Regions from separate parts of the Sus scrofa genome. Here region 1 is linked to region 2. A link is a contact called in public HiChIP or PLAC-seq data. All regions are on one chromosome and are shown on one strand. Each heading gives the region's core, a stretch centred on a gene start, on an enhancer-like site or on the middle of the called end of the contact. The rest is flanking DNA. Distances are from core to core; before and after follow the strand shown. Region 1 holds the start of PSMB10 (proteasome subunit beta 10). Region 2 holds the start of PARD6A (partitioning defective 6 homolog alpha).

Region 1 (6,228 bases), core at 1,544-4,043, 270 kb before region 2:
GCACAGGGACCCTTCCCCCTGAATAAAGACTTCTTTGCTGCTCTAAGTCCTGGCATGTGTGTTGTGGGTTGAGGAAAAGGCGCTAGGATCCACACATTGGGATTCATTCATCAGCAACTGTAGGCCTGGTGAGCTTTGCTAAAAACGGGTTGAATTGGGCACCTTGTTTTTTTTTTTTTTTGGCCTTTTACGGCCATACTCATGGCATATGGAGGTTCCCAGGGTAGTCAAAGTGGAGCTGTAGCTACAGCCACAGCAACACAGGATCCAAACCATGTCTGCAACCTGCACCATAGCTCCTGGCAATGCCAGATCCTTAACCCACTGAGCGAGGCTAGGGATCAAACCTGCGTCCTCATGGACACTAGTCAGATTTGTTTCCGCTGATGGGAACTCCAGTTGCTTGTTTGTTTTGTTTTGTTCTTTTAGGGCCACACCTGCAGAACATGGAGGTTCCCAGGCAAGGGGTTGAATCCGAGCTGTAGCTGCCTGCCTACACCACAGCAATGCCCGGTCCGAGGCGCATCTATGACCTACACCATAGCTTGTGGCAGTGCTGGATCCTTAACCTACTGTTAAAGACCAGGGACTGAACCTGTGTCTTCATGGATCCCAGCCGTGTTTGTTACCGCTGAGCCACAACGGGAACTCCTGAATTGGGCACCTTGAGATGTACAGCTTGCCATTCTTCTCTTTAGGCAGCCTGCTTCATGCCCGCCACTGCTCTGGGAACTGGAGGCAGCTGCACACACAGCTGTGGAATAAAGGTACATGGAGCCAAGAGGGCAGGATAGGGAAAATGTAAGCTGTCTCTCCTAGCTCCCAAAAGAACAGGCAAGACCCACCTCTAAACAGGGACTTGTGAGAGCTAGGGGGTGACAGAAGCACAGGAGTTGAGAATCTGTGAGAGTAACAGCCACTAAATATGTCATTTCAATACTGAAGTTTTAATTAATTTTTTCACTTTTAGGGCCACACATGTGGCATATAAGTTCCAGGGCTAGGGGTAGAATCGGAGCTGCAGCTGTCGGCCTATGCCACAGCCATAGCCACCGCAATGCTAGATCTGAGATGCATCTGCGACCTACACTGCAGATGGTGGCAACATTGGATCCTTAACTTGCTGAGTGAGGTCAGGGATGAAACCTGCATCCTCACATACAATATATCAGGTTCTTAACCTGCTGAGCCACAATAGGAACACCCTGAAGATTTAATTTTTATGGAGCCTAAGAGCAGCATGCAGCTGGTACAGAGTTTAAATAGGAAAAAGATGAGTTCCCCCTGTGGTGCAGCAGAAACGAATCCAACTAGGAACCATGAGGTTGTGGGTTCTGTCCCTAGCCTCGCTCAGTGGGTTAAGGATCCAGCGTTGCTGTGAGCTGTGGTGTAGGTCACAGAGGTGGCTCAGATCCCGCGTTGCTGTGGCTCTGGTGTAGGCTGGCAGCTACAGCTCCGATTAGACCCCTGGCCTGGGAACCTCCATATGCCGTGGGCACAGCCTAAAAACCATGAGTCACAAAGACACATGTACTCCGATGTTCATTGCAGCACTATTTTCAATAGCCAAAACATGGAAACAACCTAAATGTCCATCAACAGAGGAGTGGATTAAGAAGATGTGGTACATATACACAATGGAATATTACTCAGCCATTAAAAAGAACGAAATACCAGCATTTTTAGCAACATGGATGGACCTAGAAATTATCATGCTACGTGAAGTCAGCCATACAATGAGATACCAACATCAAATGCTTTCACTGACATGTGGAATCTGAAAAAAAGGACAGACTGAACTTCTTTGCAGAAAAGATACTGACTCACAGACATTGAAAAACTTATGGTCTCCAGAGGAGACAGTTTGGGGGATGGGGGGATGTGCTTGGGTGTGGGATGGAAATCCTGTGAAATCAGATTGTTATGATCATTATACAACTACAGATGTGATAAAGTCATTTAAGTAATAAAAAATAAATTTTAAAAAGGACAAAAAGACAAAAATAAATAAATGAATAAATAAATAAATAAATAAATAAATAGGAAAGAGTATGACCAGATTTCCAATCTAGTAAAAAGCCCCGTCTCTGCAGGGTAGAGTGTAGCCTGTGCTGGAAGATGAGGGGCAGGAAGTGTGGGGAAACCAGGGAGGCCAGTGTAGAATCTAGGGGAGAGATACTGCTAGTTGAGATAAGCAGTAATTAGGAGAAAGATCTGGATAGATCAAGGGTCATTTGGGAAGTGAAAAAAGGCTTGGCCATGGGTAGAGCCCAGAATGTGTATGGGCCACCAGATGAACAGCCATGGCACCGTTCCTGAGAGAGAGAAAACAGCACCTGAAACAGGGATGATGGAAGGATCGGCATTGCCTTGGCCAAGGATTGAGCCTTGGAGTCTGAGGTTTGATGGAAAAGGCTAAGGCAGCAAAATAGGCAGGAGTTGGGAGAAGGAGAGTAATAAAAGACAATAGGCAGCTGATGCTGTTGGCAGGCCAGTAACAATGAGATCAGAGACTTGGTCAGTGTGACAGCTTGGGGCATTGGGACTTGCAATTAGAGTTGGGGTCAGAGTAGGCAGAGCTCAGGGCTCAGGCGGGACAATGGCCAGAAGGGAGGTATTTGTTGCTGTATCAGACAGAGGCCTGGGAGCAACATGGAGAACCAGGCAAGGGACATCTCACCCTTGCCAAGCTGCATAGGACCAGAGGTGAAGGTGAAAGTGAAAGAGGATGCAGAAAGGAGCCATCATGCTGTGAGGAAATGTGAAAGCGAAAGCAGTTAAGCTCAGTCGTGCAGGACAAGGACAAAGGACAAGGCTGTGGCCTTCTTTGCTTGGTGCTGGTCCTACTCCTCTGACCTCCATACCCCTGGACTGCCCTGCCCACCTGGACATGCAGAAGATAGCGCTAGAGCCCCTAGGGGGCTTTTCCTTTGAGAACTGCCAGAGGTGAGTGGGGGGATGATTGGTCCCCAGCTGCCTAGGTCCTCAGTGAGGGTCTCTGGGAGTGGGAGAACCAGGATCTTTAAAAGTAAGACGACGACTTGGGTTCCGAGGCTTACATGGAGAAGTGAGAGAAACGTGGACGGAGTTGGAGAATGTGATTGGGGGAGGGGGATCCCATAAGAAAAGAAACCTGAGACTTTTCCCTCCGTTCCAGAAATGCATCCTTGGAACGCGCCCTCCCTGGGTTCCGGGTCCCTCACGCACTCAAGACGGGGACCACCATTGCAGGTCTTGTATTCCAGGTGAGCAAGAAGTTGTGACTGTGGGGCGTGGAGGGGCGGCCGGGAATAGGAAGTGGGCAATGACCTAACGGCTTCTCCCCTCTTCTCCAGGACGGGGTAATCCTGGGCGCGGATACGCGGGCCACTAACGACTCGGTCGTGGCGGACAAGAGCTGCGAAAAGATCCACTTCATCGCCCCCAAAATCTAGTGAGCATTCCTCTCAAGAACTGCCCCTTAGTTCCCCGTCCCTGGTCTCCGCACACCTTAGCCCCGACCACATGGACCCTCCCTTCACCCTCAGCTGCTGTGGGGCTGGAGTAGCCGCGGACGCCGAGATGACCACGCGGATGGCGGCATCCAACATAGAGCTACACGCACTATCCACCGGCCGCGAGCCGCGCGTGGCCACTGTCACTCGCATGTTACGCCAGAAGCTCTTCCGGTGCTGGAGCTGGGCTAAGACGACCCTGGGGAGGGGCAGTTGCAGGGAAGGTGGGGCTGATAGGAGGTGGGACAAGAGGAAGGACAGGGCTGCGAGGTGCCGGGAGACCGGAAGAGGTCAGCCTAAGAGGAGTTAAGAAGGCAACCGGAAGCAGCAATGTCAGTCATGGGGCTCCAGACCACGGGAAGGGGCGGGGCTCGGGTGCAGGACCATGGAGGGGAGGGACCTGGGTCCTGGTTTGTTTGGCTGACTGCGCCCACTTGCGGAAAAGGTACCAGGGCCATGTGGGCGCGTCGCTAATCGTGGGCGGCATAGACTTCACAGGACCCCAGCTCTACAGCGTGCACCCCCATGGGTCCTACAGCCGTCTGCCCTTCACGGCCCTAGGTGAGCCCTTCCATCCCTTCCCCACGAATCCCACGTATACCATCCTGGCCTCCCGTTTCTCCCGCGACCATGCGGCCGCGGCTGACCTCAGATACCCCTCCTGTCTACAGGCTCCGGCCAAGATGCAGCCCTGGCAGTGCTAGAAGACCGGTTCCAGCCCAACATGACTGTGAGTGACATCTGCGCCCCACTAGGCATTGCATTGGTGGGAAGTGCACTTGGGAGCTGGGGAAACACAGAGGTACCCTGGCCTAATCCGGAGGTCAGGAAAAGCTTTTCAGAGGTGATGACTGAGTACAGGAGGAGAAGCCAGTGGAGCGAGGGTGGAGAAGTGCAATTCCAACAGACCACTGTCAATGCCAAAGCTTGGACTGCATGGAGAGGTCAAAACTCAGAGAGGACCATTTAGAGCTAAGGGAGGAGAGAACAACAGGTGGGGTCTGGAGTCTGGGTCTTGTTTTGAGGTGGATGGAAAGAGAGGCATATGTCACTTCATAGGTGCCTAAGGCCCAGAAAGAAAAAGGAAATGAGCCTGGGATTGGGGGCCAAGACTACACTGGGTGAGTGAATAGGCCCCTGGAACCAGAGCCACAGGTGTGACTCAGAGAAGTTTGTGAAGATGGGGCATTGGGAACACCGGGTCTCTGGAGAGAGGGAAACTGACACCCGGGGAGAGGAGCTTGAGGTGGAGATGGGAGTATAAGGTGAGAGCAGATGGTAAATAGCAGTGCCCGAGTTCCCGTCATGGCTCAGTGGTAACGAACCTGACTAGGATCCATGAAGATGTGGGTTCGATCCCTGGCCTTGCTCAGTGGGTGAAGAATCTGGTGTTGCCACGAGCTGCGGTATAAATTGCAGATGCGGCTCAGATTTGGCGTTGCCGTTGCTGTGGCTGTGGAGTAGGCAGGGAAGAGATCAGCAATCTCCAGGCTATAGCCTAAGGGTGATACCACAGTGTCCGTCAGGGCTTCACACATGCATTGTTACAGCTGGAGGCAGCACAGGGGCTGCTGGTGGAAGCCATTACTGCAGGGATCCTAAGTGACCTGGGCTCTGGGGGCAATGTGGATGCATGTGTGATCATGGGGACCGGTGCCAAGCTGCTGCGAACACTGAGCTCTCCCACAAAGCCCACAGAAAGGTAAGAGCATGGAAGATGGGGGAACAAAGGAGAGGATAGGGTGGCAGCAAGGGAGATGGGCTGCAAAGAGAGGATTGACCACGTGATGGGCCCATTTTGAGAGGTCATCTCTTCTTCCCAGATCCAGCCAGTATCGCTTTGCCCCTGGGACCACAGCTGTCCTGTCCCAGACAGTGATGCCGCTGACCCTGGAGCTGGTGGAAGAAACTGTGCAGGCCATGGATGTGGAGTGAAGTAAGCCTAGGCTTACTTGGAATAAGGAACAAGGAGGAATAAACCCAGAAAACACCAACACCTAAGCAGATTGCTGTGTTGTTCTTGGGTAGAAGGAGCAAGCAGCTAGCAGGGCTCTGTGACTAAGGTCCCTGCAGGGGCCACTCATGCCTATGGCTGCAGTGCCTGGCCTAGGGTGTGCCCTTCACCCATCACCTTAGGCATCTCTACCCCTTCAGAACCCCAGCCCTGGCAAGCATTGCAGGCTCAAGGCCAAGGCCCCCTCCTTACTCTCCCTATCATGGAGGCTCCCCCTACCACTCCGATGCCTTGCTCTTGCCCTCTAGTCACTGGAGACTGTTTTACAACCTGAAAGGCCCCATATACCCCATAAGAGCCTGGCTCATCACTGGCCAAGGACAAAGCCCACGGTGCTCAGTTAAGACAGGCCCACCATGCCCCCACTGATGGCTAAAATCCTGATGAGGAGCTGCTCTCTGACTCCAAGGATAAGTTCTCCAGTGCAATCCTCACCCCTGCAACACCTTTATATGTGAGACCCCTCTGATGACCAGGCACACCTAAGGTGCTAACAGAATGCTGGACTTCTGTTTGCATGTGTTGGACTGTGAATAGGGGGAGTGACTCCAAGTTTCCTGGGTTGACAGTGGTCACAGGGCCCATGTGAGAGATGACATTGAAGACTTCTGCTAAGCACCCACTGAGTGCCAGCCCAGGTGCTGGGTGGCAGGAGCATCCTACCCCGGGAGAGAATGGCTGAGCGCCACTGAAACTTTGGAACTGTTAAGAGTCTGCCCA
Region 2 (6,634 bases), core at 785-3,284:
CCCAGATGTCCCACGAACCACATTATTGCGCTGATTGGCTGGCTTGACAGTGACAATGAGGTTGTGACTGTTGGCGACCATCATGTCCGTCACTTGGTCCAAGGTCTTTCCAGCTACCTCAATGCCATTGACCTCGAGGATCTCATCACTAACCGCCAGCAGCCCTGTACTCTCAGCCAGGCCCCCTCGTACCAGGCGGGAGATGAAGATGCCTGGAACTCGTTCCAGGCCCTGGGGAGCTACGCGCACGCTCATGCCATCTCGGATGTAGAAACCCAGGGGGCGGTCAGAACCATGCTTGTGCAGCCGCACCCGTCGGTGGGTCTCAGGCAGTAAGTCCACATCAATGACTGAAGAAACCTGTCGGAAATCTTGGGGCAGGCTGATTAGCAGGGGTGGCCGGGTGCGCAGAGGTGCCACTGGCCGGAGTAGGAGCCCTTTCTTGCGCCGCTGCAGGGAGTTGGAGGCAAAGGCCAGGCCACTGGAGTCAGCTTCTGCTGCAGGAGAGGGGACACTGAAATCAGAGACCCTAATGTCCCACTCAGGCCCTTTTCCATCAGGCCCAGGCCTGGGGAAGGCACACTGTAGTTATTTCCTGCCACTTGGAGGTCAGGCCAAGGGCAAGGACTGCAGAGGGTGAAGTTTGGGTACCCTAGGCATGGTCTAACCCTTGGAGATCTGCCCTGTCACCCTACCCCACAGAGGCTGCCCCCTGTACCCCATCCTTACCCCGCTTCTGCACTAGCAGTCTCAGTGGCGGGGGCCCACTGGCCAGGGCCCGGTGCAGGCTGTCGTCGTTGGTGAGGGGCAGTAGGTCGCCGTGAGCATCCGTATAGCCAAGCAGCACGTCCAGGCCCGGGATCTGGTGTACCGCACGCAGCAACCGAGAGAACTCTTGGAAGCCGCTCACCGAAGCGCGAGGTAGCGCGAAGCGTCGGAACTCGGCATCAAACTGGAGGCGGGGGTAGGAGGTCGGGGGAGGAGGAGGGGTTAGGACAGAGTCCGTGCCCTTTCTCACCACAGGTCCGAGGGTAGTAGGGGTGGGAAAGACAGGGCTTCACAACAGCTGCAGACTTGCACCCAGACCTCTGCTCCAGTGCAAGGGACGCTGTCCAAGGTCTTCTCCTCGCCCTCCAGGTACCCAGGCCAGAGGGACTCTAGAAGCCGGCAGTGGAAAGGAGGAGGTGGGATGGGGGGAAGCGAAAAGGAAAACCAGAGAATGGGACGTGGAGGATGGAGGAGAGAAAAAGGTGGTGGGGACCAAGGAGTCAGGGAGGGGAGAGTGAGGGTTGGAAGCGCCTAGGGCCGGAGCCAGAGCTGGGGCTGGAGGGGTCCTTACTTTGCTCTTCACCTCGACGATGCTGTCAGGACTGCGTGCCGGAGTCCTCTGCGGCCTGGCCATCGTGGGACCGGGAGGGCCAGGGACGGTGCCCTAGGCGGCCCGCCGAAGCGCAGGTGCACAGCCTGCGGGGCCGGCTGGCCCGCGCAGCCCCGCCCCTGGCGGTAGCACTCGCCCCGCCCTCCTATCCGGGCCGTGACGTCAAGGGGGCAGCGACGAAGAGTGGAACGCGGAGTCCACGTTTCCTAGGAAACGGAGCTGGAGGGGTGGAGAGTCTCACGTCCTCTTACGTCACTACGTTACGGTCGTCAAGTCCCGGGAGCCTCGGGGGAGGGGCTTGGCCAAGCCGAGGGGAGAGTTGGGGAAGTGGTATTTATTGAGCGCTGTACGCTGTTATTTCCATTGGCCTTACAAGGCTGTGTATGTTGTAGATGAGGGAACTGGGTCATAATATAAATATCTGCTGAGTTCTTTGGGGTCACAGGCATTGAAGTGACTCCGAGCTAACTCGCTCGGACCACCCTTGGCTGCAGCCTCAGGCCCTAGATTCCTCCCTCTCCATACATGCCAGCCTTTGCGCCTTCCTGCTCAATGCCACAGGAGTTCTGAAGAACGGCCCAAACGCGGACCGTTGCTCGGAGAGTTGCTCAAGTAAGAGCAAGCACGTCAGCAGCCATTTGATTCAATGGGAGTGCACACAAACTCCCAACTAGGACGCGCATGTGCGCACGCGCGGGCATGCTCATGGGCAGGGCCTAGGTTTCGGGTTCCGCCCAGCGCTCCTGCACTTCCTCTTCCGACTAGAGGCGGGGCCGCGGCGCTAGCGGGAAATCCGGGCTAGAGGTAATCCGCTGGCTGCCGCGGCGGGAATGGCCCGCTTGGGGAACCTCGTCCTGCGACCCTGGATTCGAGAGCTAATTCTGGGGTCAGAGGCACTTTCAAGCCCGCGGGCGGGGCAGCTGCTCAAGGTGAGAACCCCGCTACCTTTTTCAGGGCCCGGAGGGCGGGGTCCCAGGGCGGTGGGCTTGATGCTTTATCACCGCGGTCAGGTACTGCAGGAGGCCGAAACCCCGGGCCCGTCCCGCGCCTCCGACACGTCTCACGTCGACACCGCGCTGCTTGTGTCCGATGGGACCCACAGTATCCGATGTCTGGTGACGCGAGAAGCCCTGAACGCCTCGGACTGGTGAGAGGGGCTCCGCGGGGCTTGGAGATAGTGGAGGCCAACGGGAGAGCTCAAGGTTTGAGCTGGAGGTGGGCGGGCCCCAGGCGGGCTGGGCTGTGTTCACGCAGGCTCGGCACTGAGGGTCCCCTGCCGCAGGGAGGAGAAGGAGTTCGGTTTTCAAGGGGCAGAAGGTCGGCTGCTGCTGCTGCGGGACTGCGGGGTTCGCGTCCAAGTCGCCGAGGGAGGCGCGGTGAGTGGTGAGCCTGGCCTGGGTGGGTTACTGGGCCTGACTTTCTAACAACTCCTGAGACCTGTCCCTGAACTCCAGCCCGCAGAGTTCTACCTCCAGGTGGACCGCTTCAGCTTGTTGCCCACAGAGCAGCCCCGGGAACAGGTGATTGGTTGGTAAGTGATGCCTCCACCCTCCACCTGTTCTCCTCACCCAGGCCTGGCTTTTGGGGTGTGAGGGCTTGGGCCCCTAGTAACACTGACTGTCTACCACTCCTCTCCCAGCAACCAGGATCCAGATGTGCAGAAAAAGCTTTATGACTGCTTGCAGTGAGTCTGGGGTTGGGCTTTTCCGTTCGGCTTTTATTCGGGGCTTGGTCACTTTTCTGACTGAGCCTGCTCAGTCAGGGGATGGCAGATTTGTGCAGATAGGCCTCAGGTGTCTCCTGTGTTTCTCTAGGGAGCACCTTTCAGAGTCTACCTCTCCCAGTGCAGGTATGTATAGGGGTTGGCGGGCTGCCCGAACTCCTGGTAGAGTGATCTCTCCAGTCATCACACACACACACACACCCTACTTTCTTAATAAGTCCTCCTTCTTATCTCCCACCCTACCCTTCCTCTTTGAGTTTCAGCCCATCTCCTGGTCCCCTGCCCCCAGGCATTTCACTGTCCCAACTTCTGGATGAGGTAGAGGAGGACCAGGAGCATCGTGGGGCACTAGTGCAACTGGCTGAGAGCTGTCTGATGCTGGCAGGCCCTTGCACGGCAGCCCCCCTCACCCGCTGGGCTGCCTCCCGCTGCAAGGCCACGGTCGGTCTGGGGCTTCACTTGGGAGGTGTCAGGGTGGGGACTTGGGCAAGGGCCAAACTGAAAGTTCACATCCCACAGGGAGAAGCTGTGTACACCATCCCCAGCCTGTGGCTGCGCATCTCTGAGAATGAGCAGCGGATCCTGAGCTGTCTGGGCCCAGGTCAGAGGGCACAGGGTAAGCAGGACTGGAGAGGTCAAGAGCGGAGTACCTGTGCCCAGTGCCCACAGTGCTGATAAGCCTCCCCTGACTCCCAGGCCCTGAGCTACCCCCGCCACACCCAGCTCTGCAGGACCTGTCTCTGGCCCTGATCTCCTCTCCTCCTTCCTCACCCTGTTCCTCAGGTAAGGTGGTGCTTAGCTCTTCCTTTCGCTGTGAGCCACCAATCAGGTGACAGGGCTGCACAGGATGCTGTGAAAGGGTATACAGCTGGGTGGGGGGTGAGCACAGTTCCTGCAGGCCTGCCTCAGCTCATAGGTCACTCAATTGGGGTGAGCTGCGAGGGCTGTGCCCATGGTGAGTCCCTTTCTCCTCAGGAACCCCTGCCTTACTCAGCCACATGTTGTCAGAGGAAAGCGGTGCCAGCATCAGCCTTCTGCCGGCCCTGCCCTTGGATGCTCCAGACCCAGTGCTTAAGGGCAGCTCCCAGCCCCTGTCAGCCGTCTGCTCAGCTCCTGGCCCCTTACCCCCTGACTCTGTACCCAACTCCCCATTCCTGAGCTGCACTCCAAATCTGTCACCCCTTGGCCATGTCCCCAGTCCACACCAGGCCCATGTAACCAAGGCCCAGAAACCTAGCTTGGAGTTCAAGAAGGTAGAGTTACCTCCCAAGGCCTGGCATCGCTCCCCAAGGACAAGAACCACCAAGGAAGCCCTGGAGTCCAGTCCTATGTGGGTGAGCATAGCCATCCCTACGACTAGAGGGTAGAATGGGGTGGGCCTTGGGCACAGCTGGGATGGGGACTGGGGGTGGCCTTGGATGGGGTTAGGCCTCTCTCCAGACACTGTAACTCCTTCAGGACCCCCCAAAGAGGCATCGTGATGGTTCCACCTTCCAGTATGAGTACGAGTCCCCCTGTCCCTCCCTCTGTGCCCAGGTCCAAACTGTCAGGTGAGTGCCTGGGGCTGCCCCCGCCCTTGGTTACCCGATCCCAGTGCCCACTGACCTACAGCCATGGTTCTCTTCCTAGGCTCCCTCCCCAGCTCGTAGCCTGGGCCTTGCACTTTTTGATGGAGCCACAACTGGAATCTGAACTAACCCAGGTGTGAGGGGTCCTGTGAACACGTGGGAGGATGTGTACGCACAGGTCTGTGCTTGGGGGTAGATAAACAGTGCTCCACACTGGTTTTCTTTGAGTTTTTTAATAAAATAATCTCATGCGGCAGGAAAAGAAGGTCAGGGGTTGGGGCCGCCGCCTCTTTGGTCTGTGGCTGGGGAAGGTGGGCTCTGCTCAGGGCTGGAGGGCTCTGAAGTCTGTGGGAGCAGAGGCTCGGCTCCAAGGCCAGATCCTGTCGGAGACGGGGAGAGAAGGAGGGTCAGGAGTGGACTGAGCAACCCTGCCCCCTCCCAGCGGGCCCCAGCCCCTCTTACCTACGCTTGGAGATGGAGGTGTCTCAAGCTTTGGTCTGCGCTTGAGAACAGGGGAGCGCTGCAGCCGCAGGGGCCGTTCTAAGGGATACAGAAAGACTTGGGGAGGCTTGCTCAGGGCTCACTGCCTCTCCCCCGACAGCACTGCCTTCCGAGCCTCCCCCTTCCCCTGCAGCCTCCCAGCCCTGGCAGAGTGTGGGCTCTGGTGGAGGTGGAGCCAGGGCTAGCAGGAAGGGCTTCTCACACCCTTGCTCCAGGCCTTCCGGCTCCCTGGTTTCTCAGCCCCTCACGCCACTGGTAGCGCCCTTAGAGGACCAGAGCCACAAAGGGAGCCCACCCTCCCCCATCTCCTCCTGTGCCCAAGCACACATGGCGGTGTCTCCCCTCACCAACAGGGGCCTGGAGCTGGTCCTCATGCACAGACACGGCTCGTCGCCCTGCCGGGAGAGGCCTCGGCCTCAGCTGGCCATCTGGGGGAGGCCAGGGTGTGAGGGTATAGTCCCAACAGCTGCCCCACTCCAGCCCTTGCCTCCCACCTGCAGGGTCCCCAGAAGAGCTGAGTTCCCAGCAGGGGCTCTAGGCCCTAGCCCAGCATCAGGTGGGGGCTAGAGTACCGCTTACCTGTGTTCTGGGAGCTTAAGCAAGGATCCTCTGGGAGGCCCAGGCTGTCTGGGGAGGGGCTGGCTCTTCGAGGGCTTGGGCTAGGACAAGGGGAGGGGGGACCTGGACCATCCTGTTGACCCCAGCCACGACCCCTGAGCTCCGCATTCAGTTGCTGCCCCAGTGTCTTCCAGGTGGCAGGCTCAGGCCCCTGGCCCCCTGGACCAGGTCTGCATGAAGGGTCTGCAGGGAAAAGAGTGTCAGCCAAGACTTGGGCCAGGCACTGGAGGTGAGCCTGACCCTCCGTGTCCCCCAGCCAACCACAGTGGCCCTCACTCACCAGCAGACACAGAGTGAGTACGGGACTTGATTGAGATGGGCGGGGTCTCTGTGGAACTGTCCATAATGTCACCTGCAAAGGCAGGGGCTTAGGGCACTGGGCCTTGCTGAGGGGAAGAGACACATGGCTGATCCTGCTCTTCCCCGGGAGAATAAAGTCACGGGGACTCTCCCTCTCCCCAGAAATGTGTACTTTCCTAGCCCAGGGTCCCACTTACCATCTGAGCCAGCCTTCTTGATCTCTCCATCTTTGCTCTGTAGGAAACAGGAAAGTCAAGCTTAGTCCTGTCCTACCCTCTTACTAACCCTGTTCTTTTATTCATTCTTGTTCTAACTGCCACTAAATGCCCACCATGGGCTGGGTAAGAACATCCAAAACCCAGTCCTGGTCCTCTTGCACAGTCAGTGGCGAAGAGTTACCACACAGCAACAAGCATGAGGGAGCATAGACACACAGATAAAATGGTTTTTTTTTGTGATTTTTTTTTTTTTTTTTTTGGTCTTTTTGCCATTTCTTGAGCCGCTCCCACGGCATATGGAGGTTCCCAGGCCAGGGGTCGAATCGGA

What was found. HiChIP or PLAC-seq counts read pairs in DNA pulled down with a chosen protein or histone mark.
Region 1: an H3K27ac HiChIP or PLAC-seq map of alveolar macrophages shows a contact between it and region 2. The contact joins the promoter of PSMB10 here to the promoter of PARD6A in region 2. A contact is called at or near these places in 1 of 5 promoter capture datasets (liver), 5 of 47 Hi-C or Micro-C datasets (embryonic fibroblasts, psoas muscle and subcutaneous adipose tissue) and 2 of 2 datasets of contacts at active chromatin or transcription factors (alveolar macrophages and skeletal muscle).

What each region holds. Positions count from the first base shown.
Region 1 is chr6:28,544,174-28,550,401 of Sscrofa11.1, reverse strand. It overlaps PSMB10 (proteasome subunit beta 10), which reads left to right and starts at 2,793. Exons shown (of 8, transcript NM_001044565.1): 1 at 2,793-2,946; 2 at 3,158-3,245; 3 at 3,336-3,433; 4 at 3,528-3,668; 5 at 3,940-4,055; 6 at 4,166-4,224; 7 at 5,045-5,196; 8 at 5,318-5,492. The coding sequence starts at 2,891. The coding sequence ends at 5,429. LCAT (lecithin-cholesterol acyltransferase) reads left to right here. Exons shown (of 10, transcript NM_001164856.1): 10 at 1-39. The coding sequence ends at 26.
Region 2 is chr6:28,275,902-28,282,535 of Sscrofa11.1, reverse strand. It overlaps PARD6A (partitioning defective 6 homolog alpha), which reads right to left and starts at 2,034. Exons shown (of 3, transcript XM_021094099.1): 1 at 1,340-2,034; 2 at 730-952; 3 at 1-497. The coding sequence starts at 1,402. It overlaps ACD (adrenocortical dysplasia protein homolog), which reads left to right and starts at 2,127. Exons shown (of 12, transcript XM_021094094.1): 1 at 2,127-2,307; 2 at 2,389-2,525; 3 at 2,661-2,754; 4 at 2,833-2,909; 5 at 3,018-3,062; 6 at 3,193-3,227; 7 at 3,391-3,542; 8 at 3,621-3,702; 9 at 3,798-3,884; 10 at 4,077-4,435; 11 at 4,560-4,651; 12 at 4,731-4,887. The coding sequence starts at 2,209. The coding sequence ends at 4,809. It overlaps CARMIL2 (capping protein, Arp2/3 and myosin-I linker protein 2), which reads right to left. Exons shown (of 39, transcript XM_021094090.1): 34 at 6,286-6,322; 35 at 6,069-6,140; 36 at 5,750-5,971; 37 at 5,518-5,598; 38 at 5,132-5,209; 39 at 4,887-5,049. The coding sequence ends at 4,937.